Linked DNA regions of Rattus norvegicus: region 1 is linked to region 2. The links are chromatin contacts, called in public Hi-C maps. All regions are on one chromosome and are shown on one strand. The core of a region is the stretch at or near the end of the contact, and the rest is flanking DNA. Distances in the headings are between cores, read along the strand shown.

What was found. Hi-C and Micro-C count contacts between places; a contact is called where the count stands out from the background.
Region 1: a contact with region 2 is called in a Hi-C map of liver, with 5 times the contacts expected there. The contact joins the promoter of Hspa2 here to the promoter of Mthfd1 in region 2. A contact is called at or near these places in 2 of 12 Hi-C or Micro-C datasets (frontal cortex and liver).

What each region holds. Positions count from the first base shown.
Region 1 is chr6:100,863,174-100,865,873 of GRCr8, forward strand. It overlaps Hspa2 (heat shock protein family A (Hsp70) member 2), which reads left to right and starts at 1,269. Exons shown (of 1, transcript NM_021863.3): 1 at 1,269-2,700. The coding sequence starts at 1,385. It also overlaps a transcript of Zbtb1 not described here.
Region 2 is chr6:100,712,115-100,714,814 of GRCr8, forward strand. Mthfd1 (methylenetetrahydrofolate dehydrogenase, cyclohydrolase and formyltetrahydrofolate synthetase 1) reads left to right here and starts at 1,396. Exons shown (of 28, transcript NM_022508.2): 1 at 1,396-1,743. The coding sequence starts at 1,703.

The sequences.
Region 1 (2,700 bases), core at 19-2,518, 150 kb after region 2:
ATTTCTGTTTACCCTTCTCACACAATGGCCTAAGGACGGATCAGTTCCTTTTTTCTTCTCATCTCCTATTGGGCACCTGTCAGTTTTAAGGCGACGACTGTCCTCAGCTTCCCATCCGTAAGGTGAAGCGGGCGGTGGCTCTACATTACAGGTCTCCGTTTTCCTCCAGGAGTCCTTTTACAGGAGCCAGCTTCTGCCCACCCCCTGGTACCAGAGAGTACTTTCCAGAATTATTTTCATATTCCGGCTAAACAAGAGCCAAAGATGTTCACTCTTTCTCATCTACCTCCTCTCACAAGTCTGTGCTGCCAACCTAACTTCTCCGCAGGAAAAAGTCTCATTCAACCGAACTCCGCGCCAAATGACTAGTTCCTAAACAGGATCGCGTATGCGGGGACCGGAGTCAGAGGGTGACACTGCCGCGAAGTAGTCAAAACTGCCTATTAGGGCGCTTGAAAGAAGCTAAACCAGGAAAGCGGAGAGAGAAGCTTGGACCGAGGCCGGGCAGCGGGTCCGAGCAAGGAGGTGGCTCGGGGGCCGTGCTTCTCGCACTGGCGGGAAAGCCACCCGCCTCCCGGGTAAGCACCGCGCACGCAGCCTTCCCCCGCCGCGCACTCTCCGAGACGCGCGAGGGGAAAAACTCGCACCCGCCCAACTTCACAGTCCCCGCCCTGGAACCACCCCGCACCCAGCTCCGGTCCCCGCTGCAGGAACAGCAGAGGCGGGAAAGACGAGAGCCGATCCCAGCCGTTCTTTTTTCGATGCAACCGTCTCAGAAAGAATTTCGACCCCGGGAGCCTTCGGGAGGCCAGCGCCCTTTCCGTGCTGCCTCTGCGCGCCCCGCCCCGCGCCGCGCCCCAGCGCCACACTCTTCGGGTTCCGCGCTGTTCATTGGGCATCTGCCCCGCCAATCTAAAAGATGTCAACGAATCACGCTTTATAAAAGGCAAAGAGAGAGGGGAAAGGGGGCTTTTCACGCTGGCTCCCTTGGCGCGAGCTTAACGCCCCCAAGCGGCTGGAGGCACTGGGCGGGGCTCATTTGCATAACGGCCGCCCCTTGGTCTCCCTGCTGGGGGCTGGAGTCCCGCTCTCACCCACCTAGATATCTGTTGGACCACCGGCTGGTCACTCCGACCAGGCAAGCCTGTGGGATCGCTGGACGGGTTGGAGCGGGCGGGCCCGGGGACCGATTGGCTCTGAGAGTTTCCAGAAGGCAGGGGGTGGGGTGGGAGGACGACTATAAGACGGAGAAGCCCAGCAGGGGGATCCGGGAGACGCTAGTCGCGCTCGTGGAGAGCAGTGCGAAGCGACCGTTGGCTCGGGTCCCGGCTTGCCTCTCCTGACTCTTTCGTCCTAACGTTGCTTTGCCTGTTTTTCAGTCAGGATGTCCGCCCGCGGCCCGGCTATCGGCATCGACCTGGGCACCACTTACTCGTGCGTGGGGGTCTTCCAACATGGCAAGGTGGAGATCATCGCCAACGACCAGGGTAACCGGACCACCCCCAGCTACGTGGCCTTCACCGACACCGAGCGCCTTATCGGCGACGCCGCCAAGAACCAAGTGGCCATGAACCCCACAAACACCATCTTCGACGCCAAGCGGCTGATCGGACGGAAGTTCGAAGACGCCACGGTGCAGTCGGATATGAAGCACTGGCCGTTCAGAGTGGTGAGCGAAGGTGGGAAGCCCAAAGTGCAGGTGGAATATAAAGGGGAGATGAAGACCTTCTTCCCTGAGGAGATTTCTTCCATGGTCCTCACTAAGATGAAGGAGATCGCCGAAGCCTACCTGGGGGGCAAGGTGCAGAGCGCAGTCATCACTGTTCCTGCCTATTTCAACGACTCGCAGCGCCAGGCCACCAAGGATGCGGGCACCATCACCGGTCTCAATGTATTGCGTATCATCAACGAACCCACAGCAGCGGCCATCGCTTATGGCCTGGATAAGAAGGGCTGCGCGGGCGGCGAGAAGAACGTGCTCATCTTTGACCTGGGCGGGGGCACCTTCGATGTGTCCATCCTCACCATCGAGGATGGCATCTTCGAGGTCAAGTCCACGGCCGGCGACACCCACCTGGGTGGCGAAGACTTCGACAACCGTATGGTCAGCCACCTGGCGGAGGAGTTCAAGCGCAAACACAAGAAGGACATTGGGCCCAACAAGCGCGCCGTGCGCCGGCTGCGCACCGCCTGCGAGCGCGCTAAGCGCACCCTGAGCTCGTCCACGCAGGCCAGCATCGAGATCGACTCGCTGTACGAGGGCGTGGATTTCTACACGTCCATCACCCGCGCCCGCTTCGAGGAGCTCAACGCCGATCTCTTTCGAGGGACTCTGGAGCCGGTGGAAAAGGCGCTGCGCGATGCCAAGCTAGACAAGGGCCAGATCCAGGAGATAGTGCTGGTGGGCGGCTCTACCCGCATCCCTAAGATCCAGAAGCTCCTGCAGGATTTCTTCAACGGCAAGGAGCTGAACAAGAGCATCAATCCCGACGAGGCGGTGGCCTACGGCGCCGCCGTGCAGGCGGCTATCCTCATTGGCGACAAGTCTGAGAACGTGCAGGATCTGCTGTTACTCGACGTGACTCCCTTGTCGCTTGGCATTGAAACAGCTGGCGGTGTCATGACCCCACTCATAAAGAGAAACACCACCATCCCTACCAAGCAGACGCAGACCTTCACTACCTACTCAGACAACCAGAG
Region 2 (2,700 bases), core at 146-2,645:
CAACAGTAAGAATCCAGTCCAGTAACAGCAGCAGAAAAAGCAAAGCCAATTTCTTTGCCTTCCTCTACCACCAGGCTCCCAAGGACATGGCGAAACTCATTTCTGTACAGGGTGAATGGGGAGGGGTGTCAGCCTTGCTGGCATCTAATTATTACCGGAGTGGTCTCTGCTTCAATACTGATCTGCTGAGAGGAAAGGATCCCTGGCTCTGAGTTCTGCTCCTTCCACACTGATGGAGCCCCATGCTGCTGCTCTGAGACCCCTCTCAGCTGCTGGGCTGAGCCTGCCTATGGGTTTCAACCCAGGGAGGATAACAGGTTCGATTTTAGTTATGGAAGGCTGAGTTATGGTTAAGTCATAACGAACTTGTCTCTATGCCAAGGCTGTGGATTGATCCTCCCTACTGTTACTAGAATTGAGAGTAAGACCCTGGGCTCTGACAATCCAATAAACCAGGTTAGACACCATTCTTTTTTTTTTTCCGGAGCTGGGGACCGAACCCAGGGCCTTGCGCATGCTAGGCAAGCGCTCTACCACTGAGCTAAATCCCCAACCCCTAGACACCATTCTTAATAAGCCCATTAAACAAGTAATGGTAAGAAATAGAAAAAGGAGATTTATTCAATACGGGAATACATTGGGAAGAGGGACAAAGAGAAGTTGTCTTCTGGGTCCAATATAAGGTTAAGGTTTAAGTAGAGAGTTAGAGTTAAACAGAGCTGAACAGTGAAGGTCGAGGTGTGGTCCCGTCCATCACTGTCAAGGCATCAGTCCTGCAAGGTGATCTCTGAAATCTTTTTCTGGGAAGCATCCAATTCCTTGGTGTGCTTTCTCCGCAGATGGTTAACCAGAAGGACACAATTGTCTCATTAAGATATCCTCACTCTTGCTAAGAGGGTTACAGATAGGCAAAGTTATCCCGGGTGCCCCCCACCACACTCTGAAAGCTTGGGGTTATGACAACGTGGAAAGTCGCATCACCCGCTCCAGGTCAGTGCCCGTAATTAGCCTAAGGCCTCCAAGCTCCTGCCTGAAGAAGTCAGGACGAGCCATAAATAAATAAATAAATAAATAAATAAATAAATAAATAAATAAATAAATAAATAAATAAATAAATAAATAAGAGAGAGAGAAGAGAGAGAGAGAGAGAGAGAGAGAGAGAGAGAGAGAGAGAGAGAAAGAAAGAGAGAAAGAAAGAAAGAGAAAGAAAGAAAGGACAAAGCCGCGACACAGGCTCTGCAGGAGACTGTCACTGCAACCTAGGTCAGGGGAACTGGTTCAGACAGGCCCATTCCTGCCGGGGTTCTGCTCAGACTCCGCCTAGACCCCGCCCCACCGCGCCCCCTATACACTATCTTTGATTGGCTAAAAGCGACGCGGGAAGCTCCCAGGTCATCAGAGGCAAGCTCCACACAGGCTCTTTCCACAGCCAGTCACAGCCGCCAACCAGTCTTTGGTGACAGTCTTCTTGCTGCCAGGGCCCACCGGCTCCCTCAGACTCTCCTGCCTCCGCTGTCAGCGGGTCACGACGTCATTCCGGTCGCCTGCGCACCTTCGCTGCTGGGAGCGCGACGCAGGCGCATTGACTGAGTTTCCCCGGGAGATCCCTGAGCACGTGGGTTGTGCTGTCCCGTACGCGCGCGGAGGGACTGGAACCTGAATTTTGCTGGTGTTCTTCGTGGGTAGCAGACTAGCAAGGGCCATGGCACCAGCGGGAATCCTGAACGGGAAAGTGGTCTCCGCGTAAGTACTTGCCACTGCTGATAGTGGTGGTGGGCTTAGAGCTGGGCGTGCGGATCCCCAAGCACCCGGGCTCTGCAGGAGAGGTGCTTAGATGGGCTTTGTGGGAAGAGAGGACATTGACACGGCCCCTAGAATCTGAAGACTGGTTTCCTGAAGCCTGAGAAACATGCCGGCCCAATGTGCAATTGCAATAGACTGCCTGGGGTGGCTGCATTCCTATGTTTTGGCGGCAAGTCCTGACCTGATCTTGCTCTCAAAAGTGTAGCTGCTGGCATCATCCTGCTTAGACATGGGCTGCCTGTGAAGTCCAAACTCAGAAAGCCAGCATAGCCGCTTGTCTTGCAATTTGGTGGTGATTCGATTGTGGCAAGATTTGACCCGGGTTTGTTTGTCTTCTGACACAGGGTCTCTTCACGGAGCCCTGACTGTCCTGGAACTCACTCTGTAGATCATGCTGGCCTTGAACTCATTGAGATCCCCTCCGGTCTCTTCCTCTGGAGTGCTAGGATTAAAGGCGTGCACCACCACACCTGGACTAGAGGATTTCCTCTAATTCAATGAATTCCTTGTTAACACCAAATACTATCTTTTACTTTCTCTTTCTTCCTTCCGGTCCGTGCTTCACTTCTAAGGTATCACACATGCAAGGCAAGCGCTGTACTACAACACCAGCCCTCTCATGCTCTACCCTATAACAGCCCCCTATCTGTCCTGGCACTAAAGTTATTTATTAGTTTGGCTTCTCTGTGCTGACAATTTCATATTCCATTTGACCACCTCTTCTGGCCCTGCAGATTTAAATGCTTAACTAGAGGAAATGTTTGCCAAGCGTCCTCCCAGAGAGTAGTAACACCCTTTTGCTTTTTTGGGAGAGAGTGCTGGGAATTGAGCCGTAAGTGTGCTTAACCTCTGGGCTAGTTCCTTGCTTTTTGTTTAGGGAATGAGTGTTGGGGACTG